3 separate regions of the Rattus norvegicus genome follow, and all the other regions are linked to region 2. Evidence: chromatin contacts called from public HiChIP or PLAC-seq data. All regions are on one chromosome and are shown on one strand. Each heading gives the region's core, a stretch centred on a gene start, on an enhancer-like site or on the middle of the called end of the contact. The rest is flanking DNA. Distances are from core to core; before and after follow the strand shown.

Region 1 (4,339 bases), core at 1,271-3,770, 210 kb before region 2:
GGCTGGCAGGTTAAGAGGTTCAGTTCATTATCATCAAGGCAAGAACATGGCAGCATCCAGACAGGCATGGGACAAGCAGAGCTGAGAGTTCTACATCTTCATCTGAAGGCTGCTATGAGGAGACTGACTTCCAGGCAGCTAGGACAAGGGTCTTAAAGCCCACGCCCACAGTGACACAACTATTCCAACAAGGCCACACCAACTCCAACAGGGCCACACCTTCTAATAGTGCCACCACCTGGGCTGAGCATATACGAACCATCACACTGTCCAAGCATGATGACCTGAGCGCCCCGGGCACTCACAGAACAGCCAGGCGCAGAGGTGGCATCCAGTGCTGAGAAGGGGTGAGGAAAGAGAAGCAAAAGCCAGAGAGAGAAGTAACAGAAGATGATTATGCTTACTTCTGACTTCTACAAATGCACGCACACATACACCACACATGAACACAAATAAATAAATTAAAAACTGGAATAAAGGGTGATACCAATCTTGAGTGATCTCAAGCAAATCACTCTGCGAATCTCCACTTCCTGGGGAGACTCACCAGGCCTCCCTCCTGGCTTTAGGCTTGCTCCTGTTCAATCACACGGCATTTGTGGTGTGTCTGTTGTGTGCACAGGGGTTGCGATGGGGGAATCTCTAGTCCTAAGATAAAATCCTCAGTAAATAGTAACTTGTCTTTATTGGGTAGTAGAATTATAGGCATGAAGTGCTAGGTCAACCTGTTTAGGAGTATTTGAGAAAAACTGCTTTGAAAATGAGAATCTGTACCTAGAAAGTGGATGTGTCAGTCTGCTCTGGTTGCATAACAAATATCCGGAAGGGATGGCTTGCATAGCAATTTCTTTTCTCACAGCTTGGGAGCCCAGTTTGAGTGGGGCCCATTCTTTTCTGGAGGCCTACACCGCTGACTTACTGAGGGCCACCTCCCGGTGTCTTTACATGGTAGTCTATGGGTACCTGTTTGTGTCCTAAACTCTTTATAATAAGGACACATTATGTCTGCTGAGGACCTACACACAGGACTTCACCTTAATGAAACCTCGTTAAATGTCCCATCTCCAAATTAAGTCACATTCTGGAGTGTGAATGGATTTTGGGATAGGTGACATGATTTGGATCAAAACAGCAGGACACATTAAGAGAATACAGAATTTTGCTTTTTTTTTTTTTTTTGGTTCTTTTTTTCGGAGCTGGGGACCGAACCCAGGGCCTTGCGCTTCCTAGGTAAGCGCTCTACCACTGAGCTAAATCCCCAGCCCCAGAATTTTGCTTTTTGTTTGTTTGTTTTTACATTCTCCTTGCTTCATAGCCCAGGCTGGCCTTGAGCTCTTGTTAATCCTCCTGTCTTACCCCACTAAGTGCTGGGATTACACAAGTGTGTTACCCACACCTGAGTTATCTATATTCATTTAAGAATTTCATTTATTTGTAAAACAGCGAAGGGAAGGCTGGGTTTATTGTTTATTTTTAAAGATCTTATTTTTATTTTTGTGTCTGCGTGAATGTACGCTGTCTGCTGAGGCCAGAAGATGATGTCAGCTCCCTTGGAGAGAGGATTACAGGATGAGAGCGGGCTCATGTGTGTGCTGCGAGCCAAGCTCCTCTGGAAGAGCGGGTGTGCTCTTAACTGCTGCTGATTCATCTCTTTAGGCCCTCTCTTCATTTTTAAAAAGCTAAAACTTCATTGCTATTCAACAAAAGACTATATGTCCAAGTATATCATGTAAACATTTATCTTTGAGCTAAGGAGGAAACTTCCTGCAATAGGGGCACGATTAAGGGAGCTTGGAGACTCTCATCTGAGGCTTCCCGAGACAATGAGCAGCTGGTCAGTGTTGGCAGAGACAGATGTGACTGGGTGTAGAAACTGATCGGGTATAAATAGAGCAGACTTCAAAGTGATCAAATCCAAAAGAGTGGTGATATCGGCTTGGCCATGGGATCGGGTGGATTGCTGAAAACAACATTTTCCAGGCACTAGCTTGCCAGTGTACTTCTTACATGAGAACTGCAAGCTTTCGTTCAGATAGCTGGACTATCCTGATCTTTATCTCCAAGGAGAAGCACCCAATGCGCCATACTGTAGGAAGTCATTTTACAATTTGTTTCTAGTCAGGACTTGTTTGAAAGTTTCAATTTCTACAGTTTGAGCTGGAGGGAGGGCCAGGATCTTCTTCCCCTCCGAGACCAGCTTTTGTTCCTTTGTTTGGTTTGGGTTGCTACAGTTTAGAGAGAGGTTAGGCGGCTCTGACAGTTTGCTTTGAAAACCACATCCCAGAGGGCTCAGAGTCACGCCCTGTTACTTGGAGACCAAAGAAGAGCAGAAGGCTGGGCAGAGGGGTGGGCGGGGCCACCAGTAGGAGTGGAAGACGGTAGGAGGAGCCTTTGGTGGAGGGGCGGGGCTTGGCGCGTGGGTGGTTATTGGTAGTGGTCAGGGTCCCTGGCGCGGGGGCGGAGTGGGCGTGGCCTGAGCGCGCCTGCGCAGTCCACTCTACTCGGCGGGCGAAGGAGACGCGCTAGAGGGAAGATGGAAGACTTCCAGGCCTCCGAGGAGGTAACCTCCAGATGGGCCGTGGGAGGGAGGGTGGCGGCCGAGATCCGGATGTGGCGCGGCCCCGCCTGGGAAGACGCAGCTTCTGCTCATCGCCACCTGGCCCGAGGCTGATGAGCCTGGGTGGCGGTTCCCAGCGGCCACTCCGCTTCTTTCCCGCGTGGGCGGTGCCCGCGGTCCACAGAGACGGCGCGGGGCTCGTGGTCTCGGTGGGGTTCACGCCGGGAGAATGACATCATTCCACCCCTTCCGCACTGCTGCAGACCTCAGCCTTGGGCCGTGGTTGGGAAATGAGGCATCTTGTTGTGGCATGTAGGATGACACGGGCACGCAGGGCTAGCTCCGGGTGACCGCAGTGGGGGTCTGCTGTCCAGACTGTCCGTCTGCCAAGTACCGACGTGCGAACAGAACCTGCCTTTGTCTGGGTGCCGCACCTTGTCCTTCAGTGTGGCGCTCCCTCCCACCCAGGCCACAGCCACTGGGTACATTTCATTTCAGTTTGAGATAGTAACGGATCGCTCATTCTTGTCGGGGAAGACTGCAAGGCCTCTTAGTGCCCTAGCCAGCCACTCGCCTTGGTGATGTGTTGTCAAAATGTCTTTTCCTTTGTGCTGACAAGTATTTGAGAAACAGCTGAAAGGACGCCTGTTTTAGAATAGTTGCTCATTTTCTTTCTGAATAATCTTTGTTGAAACTCAATATAATCCCACACAATTTGTCAATCATAATAATAATAAGAGAACCCTAACACTTCCTCTTTTGACATATCTAAAGTGTCAACTAGGGATATTTCTGAGGGAAGAGTAAGACGTTGCATTTATCAGAAACTTTCAGTTTTGGTCTATTTCCCTAACACATTTTATGGAAGTCAGGATCATTCTGTGTTTGAACATTGGTGGAAAGCAAGTAAAGACTCTCAAGCCGTGATTCAGAAGCAGCTAGCAAAGGGGATGTTTGGCCAGGCAGTGATCTCATGTATGGCTGAAAACTGGCTTTTATGGTAGTCACAGCCAGTTATAGGAAGGAAATGGCCATGTGAAGAGGAAGCCCCGAAAACTGCATTCTAATTCCAGCTTGTACCTGTGAACCGGCTGACCCTGGCATCTGTGAAGTGTCCAGACAGTGATCTGTGTTTTACACAAGAGTGTCAGCTGCAGGAGGACGGATAATCTCCATTGTTTACCCAGCAGCCCTCTCAGCTGAGCCTTTTCTACCTGCCCCTAACTCCCCAGGTTCTCCTCAGCTCCTTTCCCTTTCTTGTAGCAGTTGGCAGTGCCCACTTGCTTCAATACAATTTATCTTTTGTTATTTTCTTACTTTAGCGGTATGGGAAGTTATGGGAAGCTCACCATATTCACTTAGGAAGAGCCGTTCAGTTGACTTACCTTGGAAGATGACATTTTCAGTATTTCAGTGATTTCAGCTCTGTTTCCAACCAACTTCTTGGGGGGGGGGGGGCGTCTAGAAAGGGAGAAGGCTTTGGGTGGTCACTTCTGAAGAGAAAGGGGTGTTACTCGATACTAGAACAGGGCAGGGACCACTGTGGTCAGCAGTCAGGGAAGTCTGTAACACATGGTTAAGGTGAGCTGTGCTATCCAGGGCATGCCCAGTGCTAAGGATATCCCAGAACTTGGAATAGTTCATTTGTACTCATGTAAGAAGCACACTGGCAGGCTCGTGCCTGGCTAATGTTTTCAGGAAACCCTTACACCTATTCAGATCCAGTGTTATGTTAAAAGGAGACTTAAAACTACTTCAGGCAGCCCGCCAGTCAGCTGATCC
Region 2 (4,210 bases), core at 1,536-4,035:
TTTATATATACTTTAACATAAAATATTTAAATTATGCTAAAATTTACTAACTAAATTAACATTACCCCAGCCAAACTAAAAGAAATCTGACATTGTGATCTCAGATTCTATGCATTTCTAACAGCCTCGGTGCAAGCAAATAGTCTTGGGACAGTGAGGAGACCTCATAGATGCTAAACAGGAAGGCATGCAGTATCTGTACCACAGCATTCCATCCTGAGGTTTTAAACTGTGCTTTGCCAATACATGCCCAACCAGTCACTCCCACTGTCTTCACCTTTGCCCTCCACAGGGAACAGGAGAAATATGAATGCTACGAATGTGGTCTAAGGCATGAAGCCACTGATTACCACCTACCTTACCCAAGTTCACAGGAGCCATCCCATACCTTCCTGAATGCAACCTGTAGCACACTCGGAAAAAAGTCTTTGGTTCTATAAACCATCAGAGCAAGCTGAAATCTGGATGCAGAAAGGTTGCAGTCTCCACTATCCATGACTTAGGACCTCAACATCAACAGTGGATGGCTCAATTTAAAACTCTCTTCACAAGAATAGTAATACATTTTTTAAAACCCTCTCTTCACGAGGCTATAAAGAGGGTGAACATATCAAGAGCACCTCTGCTCTTGCGGGGGACCTGGGTTTGGTTCCAAGCATGTGTCACCCTTTTCTGTCCTCAGACAGAACATACATAGGCTCAGGCACAAACACATAAAATACAGCTAGAAAGAAAAAGAGAGGAGTATGAAAGGAAGCAAAGAAGGAAACACTCATCCTAAAATAAATAAGCTGGTTTCATCCATCACCCATCCTTTTAAGGGTTAAAATTCCATTTGAAGCTTTAGTGGAGGAAAAAAAGTTATGAATAACCAAATTCAATTCTTACGTCTCCCTGTGAAAACCATAAAGTCCAGTATGATCCACATTCATCGTTTCTAAGTTACTTAGGATACATGCAGTAAATAGACCGCTAGTCCTCAGAACAAGTGGTAAGGCTGGCTTTCCACTCACCCTCTATGCCTGAACCCTCCACAAGCATTAAAAATATTTTCCCTTAAGTGACTTCCTGTAACTCAGCACAGCATATATCCAAGTCAGGAAAGCAACACCTCCCCCATCGCTGAAAACACTGTTGCTTCCACAGAGCTCTTCGATGTTTTCAAGAAATGTTCATTGTCTAGTGAGTCTGTCATCACACAAATGGCTATTTGATTAAGAAAGTAAAGACGAGACTTGGCTATTCGTAATGTGCTCATACAATCATTTCTCCAGCAGATCACAAGAAAGGACACATGTGACTCTCCCTTTTGTAACGTGGCTGTCACTATACAGCTCCCAGCTGCCCACCTGAAGGCTAGGAGTCTCCCTGTGGGTCTTTTGCCACGGCTATGTGCATGGGCCCAGGCATTTCACATCAATCCCAAATTGGAACTCTCCAGGAATATGGCACAATCCCTCTGGGTTTCCTGCAAGAACTAAACTCCCACCAAGGAGTGGTGACTCCAGATATTAAAACAAAACAAAAACAAAACAAACAAAAGAACCCACAGGCTAAAAATAAGAGAATCTCAGGATGGTTTTTACATTCCTCTAAACCTTAGGAACAACTGCCCCTCCTAAAACCTGCTACAAAAAACGTAAGGAAATACCCTTAAGATGCTCTACCAGTGTAAAATAAAGAGGTGGGCCTGGCTTTCTCTGTACTAGGCCAGCCCAGTCTACACAGTGAGTCCCAGGCCAGCCAGGACTAAAAGACCCCATCTAAATAAAAGAATTTTTTTTAAAAAAAACAGAGTCCCCAAGTAAAGAAACCCTGAAAACAGTTCCCTCCCCAAGGGAAAACGATTATCCCCAGAGGGAGTAGAGTGACATGGGAAGGTTGGCAGGTAGAAGGAACAGGTCCCTAAGTGACATGAATCTTACTGACGACTGTCAACCCCTCCACATCCAATTCAAGCCACAAAGCTAGATGGCTCTCACCTTCCCAAGCAAGCGGTGCCTCTGAAAGAAAGAAGTGGACACCTCCTTGCTAATTGTCCCCAAACGGTGAAACTTCACATCAGCATCAGGAGCTGGGTTAAGAGAGTGCAGAGCAAAAGAGGAAGGGTTGGTTCTGGGAGCGGAATCTCCGTGATTTGCCAGAGGAAACCGCACAGGCTCCAGACAGCAAAAGCGCCGGGATTTCCATGCAGCTGCTACGACAGGTGACCGGGCTGCTTTGCAGACACCCCGCTCACCCGCTGGCTGGCCCCGCTTGGCTGAAGGTGGGAAGAGCAGGAAAGAGAAAAAGGAAAGAGAGCCGCCCCGGGACCCGGAGGCCGACAGAGCAAACGAGGGACTGTGGGGAGGCCGGGCCGGCGCAGCCCGTCTCCCCGGGAAAACCGGTGGAAGGGATTTTTCTGTCTGCACAATTAAGGAGAAGGGGGGAAAAAAAACATGGCTCCGAGCCAAACGCCTTCTGATTTACACACGCACGCCCGAGCTCCTCGGTCGGCCCAGTTCCTCGCACGCCGGAACAAAAGGCGAACGAGCTAGCTAGGCGCCGGCCGCCCGAGCTAAGGGTCCGCTGAGGAGCCCCGCGCCCGCCGCCCCTGCCGTGCCCACTGCCCGGCCCCCGCCGCCCGGGCCCTCGCGGCCGCCCATCCCAGCCTCACCTCCTTAGCGGCCGTGGCGGCGGCCCGGTGCCTCTCCGCCTCCGCCTCCGGCAGCCCTCGGCGCCGCCGCCGCCGCCGCCGCCGCCGCCGCCACCTCCCCCCCACCCCCCGCGTCTCGGCCGAGACTCCGCCTCTCTCGGCCGCCGCCGCGACCGCCAGTCGGGCTAGGGGAGCACGTGACCGCGCCACGTGACCCGGCGCCTCCCCGGTCGGACCCGCGGCGGGTGGCGCTGCCCGGTGCGCGCGCGCGCGCGGGCCCGGGAGCGGGGTGCGGTCTCGAGCCTCCCACGCGCCGCTCGACTCCCCAGACTCTAGCACCTCCCGCGTCGCCCGCCTCCGCCTGGGCGCCCAGCCTGGACCACTCACCTCCTCCAGAGTCCTCACGCCCGATCTTGTCAGCGGGGGCCGGAAGTGGACATCACGCCTTCTCCTACCCAGACAGAGCCGCTGCAGAGCACACAGCGACTCGTACTATGAGCAACGTGGCTCCCCTGGAAACAGTCATTCAAGTGTCTTCGGCGGTGCTGCTGCTGTCACGTCAGTACCCCCTCCAGTTGCTTTCAGGGAGAAACGAATCCATAGCGTCATTTTAAGTCACACAGGCACAGTCTCAGCCTTTAGCGCCCCCCCCCCCCAACACACACGGTTAAATTGATGTGCTAAGAACGGAAACTTCAGCCATCCCTCGGTTTTCCACTGTTACAAAGAAGGCGTTGCTGGGTGTAGAGAATGCGTGGTTGAAATTTAAAAATAGACAAGATCGCATCTTTCCTTGAGGCAAGGCTAAGAACAGTAGACACTCTTCCCAACTGTTAGGCACTGTTTCCTATTTCTGAGCATCGGCAAACGTTAAAACCATTTTACGGTTTTGTGTGTGTTCATTTGTTACAGACAGGGTCTTCTCTATGTAGTGTAGGCTGGTCTCAAACTCAATTCTCCTGCCTCATGAATGCTGGGATTTCAAACCATGCCTAGCCAGTTCCTGTTTTAAAATTATCCCACCGCTAATTCTATCAGAAGTCTGAGTAAGAGTCCATCGGGTTCTACAACTCTGTGCTTGAGATTTTACGAGTGCTAACAAATGTTTTGGTTTCTGGTTTTGAGCCTAGGTCTCACTATGTAGCTTGGAACTCCGTGTAGACCAGGTTGGCCTGGAACTCACCGAGAGCCACCTGCCTGAATAGCATGGTGTTCTTTCAATTGTAATCACTCTTCTACCAACACTGTATTTTTAATTTTACTATCTTTTGCCTTCTATGCCTCACCCGACTCCTTATCCCTTAAAGATCTATTCTCTTTCGTGACACTTTCAGAAGGTGGGTCTCACTCAATCTGTTAGGTCAGCTGTGAATCTGCATTTTGTATTTTAGAAACCTTTCTAATTATGGAATGAAGAGAGTTGCCTCCTATTTAGAAATCTGGGGCAACTGGGAGCCCTTAAAAGGAAGATTTGGCAACAGGACCCTTCTTCTGGCTGCTGAAATCCCACTGGCCCAGTATTTTTCATTTTCTTATGTTTAAAATGCTTTTTTAATATTAGTGGGAGAAACAAAC
Region 3 (4,104 bases), core at 322-2,821, 160 kb before region 2:
TCATTTGTAGCTTGGAGGAGGAGAGAAACCCCTTTATAGGAGGTTATCAGTGAGAAGCCCAGAAGACTATAGGTGTAAAGGAACATGGCTAGGGACCATAGGGACAGCTCAGTTGTTAAGTGAGCTCATGACTCTTCCAGAGGACCCCAGTTTGGTTCCCAGCACCTGCTCACGAAGCTCATAACCTGTAACTCCAGCTCTGGTGAGCCCACACCCTCTTCTGGCCTTTTCCGGCACCAGCACACACATGGCATATTCTCACACATAAAAATAAAAAGGAGATACAACAATCTCTACCAACCCAGCTAACATTTAGGAAGTTTTCTTTCATTTTTAGACATCATTTTGATTCAGAAGAAAATTATCCTAAGAGATACACACTACTACACTTACCTAACTCTTGTCTAACAGAGCCCAAGGCCTGCCTCCCAGACAGCAATCACCCAGGACTGCCACACTGTAGGTGACAAATCCTTACAAAGCTGCAGTCTGCAATCTCTCCCAGTAACCTTTCCCTAGTAATGGCTTTCCCAGGTTTAGTTCATAATCTTGTAACCCAGACTCCTGGGTTGCAGATCTGGTCAGAGCCCAACTCTCTCACATCCTCTCTAAGGACGGAGACTTTGGACTGGCAAGGAGATCCAGGCCTATGAGTACACCCTGAAGCATGCAGCTGCTATTTTGCCTCAGAGCCCTAAGTCCTTTCCCAAGAGGTGAGGACCAACTGTAAGTGCCAGTCCCTGTAGTTGTGCACAGAGGCCTAAGGCTACCTCACCTCCAGCTGGCTTCTAATCCACCTGAGTCGGGTCCATCACCGGCTGAAGTGAGCACAGTCAAACTTCTAGGCAAGTATGAGGAAAGACGATTTTCCGCCGTGGACTCTTGCATTGAGGAAACGCTTCCCAAGTTACCCTGCTGCCTCCAGAACCCTCCGAATGAGCTTTGGAATTGCATCCCGTCGCCTGAGGCCACCTACCAACCTCTAAGCCGGCCGCCCCAACTCCGGGGACTCCCTCACCGCTATCTCAGTGCACACCCGGGCGACAGCTGCGTCAACAGCAGCTTTAGGGATGGCGTCCCTCGGGTGTGAGTTTGCCTCGTTAAAACCTCGGCACTTTACAGAAACCATTCGTGTCCCAAGTCAGCACATTGTAAAACTCGTATAAAACTCAGCACCCGAGAGATCTAACGAGGCTGTGCCAGCTCCGGCGTGCCCACGTCACCAAACGCCACTAAGAAGCGCGTCGGGGGGGCAGCTGGGGACTCCGATCGCGTCTGGTGAGGGGTGGTCCAGCTCCAGCGGGTACGAGAGGCCAGGCGTCCCTACTGACTCCGGACTTGAAGCAATCTCGGACCAGCCATCTCCGCAGTTCCCCTCTGAAACCCTCGCGCGCCCGGAGCTTCGCGGCGCGCATGAGCCAGGGGGCCCCGGGACGCTATGCCCAAGCTACGCCCCGCCACTTACGGTTCCATCTCGGAGACCCGGGTCCCCGGCCCCCGCCGGTGCGTCCCGAGCTCGCCCGGCGTCCCGCAGCCGCCGCCAGAGCCACCCGTGAGGCCGAGCAGCCGGCCGCGGAAAACGCATCAGAGCGCGACTGCGCGGTCACGTGCGCGGAAGCCGCGGACCAGCGGGGCGGGGCAGCCTCCCGCAGCGCTCGCGCCGGACACCTGTCACGTGGGCAGGCGTCCGGGGGTAACCCACATGCGAGGCCACGGATCACCGAAGGGCACGGACCCCAGAGGCCTTGTGTCCAAGTCCCCAGACACTCATCATGGCTGCTTCCTATTCCCCTCCGAAGGTGAGGGAAGTAGGCAAGGCACGATTAGCATCTCTTGAAACTTTACTACTGCGTTAAGGCCGTTAACATGTGCCATGCGGTTGACACATGTCTCTGGCAACCGTTAAAACTAATGCCCGCAGGTTTCTGATACAAGCAACCCAGAAGCAGAGGGAGCATGCCCAGTGCAGCTTCTCACGCTCCGGCCTACAGGACTCTGGCTGACTCCTGTCTCCTGAATAAGAGAATGCCCTTCACCTTTGCGGCCTTCCGTGGTGCAGGAATTGTACGCATCAATCCCAATCTACCACAGTGAAACGGACGTTATCCCCAATATTCCATCACCTTCCCTATGTTGCCATTGTTCCTCTTTCCAAGATTTGACAGCTAGCATTGTACATGAGCATTAACCAAATGGTTCGGGGGTGGGAGGCAGCGGCCTGCACGCTTCCTAACGCTTGAGAGAATTGAGGCTTTCATATGGGATCAGAGACAAGAAGGCACGGACCAGTGAGAACTTGCATCTTCTGACCAGGGTGAGCATGGCCTAAGACTTTCATAGTACAAATATTGAAAGTCCCACATCCTGGAGACGCCCCCTCAACCCCCACCCTGCCCCCAGAGCCAGGCAAAGCAGGGCATCAGATCAATTCTGACCCCGATTTTTACTGTTGTTGGTTAACCAGGCGAACCTGTCTTAACATTTATCTTGGTTCCCTCAAGGACAGAACAAGGGATGGCAGTCTTCATGTCAATTTCATTAAGACTAGGGAAGCTAGAGAGAGGACAAAGGCAGAGAAATGGAGGAGTACACTGGGAGGTTCTGAGGTGGCTGGAAGCTTCACCTCACATAGCTGATTGTGTGGGTACAGGCTAGTGCCAGAGAAACTGTCAGAAACAGAGTCCAGAAGCAGTCTCTTGGCTCCGTCCTATCACCTGTTGCCCGAGGGTTAAAGTCTAGCCTACACACCCGATGAGTACTCAAGGAAAACAACCTGGGGCCAGTGCCTGCAGGTACTGGGCAGCCCATGAGTGACAAATGAGCTTCCCAGTCAGTCAGTACAAGGGCCAGAGTATGTGGTGACAGAGGCTGGAACCCTGTGAGTTTTCACCAGGACAAGGGAGGCTGAGTGAGATAAAGACCAAGGTGGAAAGTCAAAACAGGGACCACATGAGTCTGGACAGGGTCAGATGGGAATCCGAGGTTGTTGTGAAAATGCTAAATGAGGCATCTGGGAATGACCCGTAGTCCTTTGGGGCTTTCTTTAGACTCCAGCAGAAGGTGGTGACCTTGTCTCCATGGTAACCTCAGTGAGTATCTACCTGAGGTGGAGTTCCTCCTGCCGAGCAGGCAATCTGAGCAGTGAAGGGACAAGATTGGGGGTGGTGAAACACAGGGGCCCGCAGAGCAAATTAGTGCAGGACAGTGGGTCACACAGTGTGCTTCAGTGCCAGCGCCTGGGGAGCTTTAAGGACCCTCAACCCAGTAAAGAGCAGAGTTCAGGGGCAGTTTAGGGATGGGTGATTTGTAAGCCTCCCTCCAGGGCTAGGATGCATGATCCACTGCAGCTATTCCTAGGACCAGTTAGGACCGGCTGCATCACCGAGCTCCGGTTCTGTGAGTATTCTCTGTATCCTGCCAAGAAATCCTCTTTTGGGCTAAAGTTAATACTCTACAGGACAATCTTAGGTGCTGCGGTCTCTGCGGAGAGTGGCGGTGAGTGACACTTCATGCTGGGGACCCTGGCAAAGCTAACAACTCACTGGAGTGGGAAGGGACAGTGTTCTGCTCTGCAGTTCCCTGCGGGAGGAAGCAGAAGCTGACTTCCCACAGAAGCTTCCAGTCCCTGCAGTGGCCATGAGACCTAACCCTGTCCCTGACCCTGACCCTAACCCGACCTGCCCTTTCCAGAACCTCAGAAAATCCCCTCCCCCCAAACATGGAGCTTCACCCTAGAATAACCATGCGTGACAAACTGGGGACCGCAGAGTTAGCTTCACCTAAAGGTTAAAACCCTACCCTGGAATCCTGCTGAGGTTTGGTGGGGAAGCACAGTGGAGCATTGTTTGATGTGCAAACTGGGAGACAGAGGCTAAGGGGCAATTTGCTGTCCACGTGGGTGCATGAAGACAATAGAGACAGAACATCACTGCTTCCCCATCCTTCCCAAGTGCTGTTTGACTCCTCCATTCCACAGGGAGCAGAGCAAGGCAGGAGTGCCCACTGGCTCCCTCCATCATAGAGGCAGCAACCACAGCAGCACCCACAAACTGGTCTGTGGTGGGAAGACACAGGGAGAGGGATCGGGAGCAGGCAGGCACACAT

The links. HiChIP or PLAC-seq counts read pairs in DNA pulled down with a chosen protein or histone mark.
Region 1: an H3K27ac HiChIP or PLAC-seq map of oligodendrocytes shows a contact between it and region 2, with 6 times the contacts expected there. The contact joins the promoter of Dynlt1 here to the promoter of Tulp4 in region 2. A contact is called at or near these places in 4 of 12 Hi-C or Micro-C datasets (the A7r5 cell line, Schwann cells, hepatocytes and 1 more) and 1 of 1 datasets of contacts at active chromatin or transcription factors (oligodendrocytes).
Region 3: an H3K27ac HiChIP or PLAC-seq map of oligodendrocytes shows a contact between it and region 2, with 5 times the contacts expected there. The contact joins the promoter of Tmem181 here to the promoter of Tulp4 in region 2. A contact is called at or near these places in 1 of 12 Hi-C or Micro-C datasets (hepatocytes) and 1 of 1 datasets of contacts at active chromatin or transcription factors (oligodendrocytes).

What each region holds. Positions count from the first base shown.
Region 1 is chr1:49,297,098-49,301,436 of GRCr8, reverse strand. It overlaps Dynlt1 (dynein light chain Tctex-type 1), which reads left to right and starts at 2,520. Exons shown (of 5, transcript NM_031318.1): 1 at 2,520-2,560. The coding sequence starts at 2,534. It also overlaps a transcript of Sytl3 not described here.
Region 2 is chr1:49,086,461-49,090,670 of GRCr8, reverse strand. Tulp4 (TUB like protein 4) reads right to left here and starts at 2,785. Exons shown (of 15, transcript NM_001109137.2): 1 at 2,657-2,785. It overlaps LOC102551377 (a long non-coding RNA gene), which reads left to right and starts at 3,054. Exons shown (of 4, transcript XR_010059016.1): 1 at 3,054-3,193.
Region 3 is chr1:49,245,071-49,249,174 of GRCr8, reverse strand. Tmem181 (transmembrane protein 181) reads right to left here and starts at 1,571. Exons shown (of 17, transcript NM_001130939.1): 1 at 1,466-1,571. The coding sequence starts at 1,473. It overlaps LOC134482652 (a long non-coding RNA gene), which reads left to right and starts at 1,632. Exons shown (of 3, transcript XR_010059021.1): 1 at 1,632-1,799; 2 at 1,922-4,104.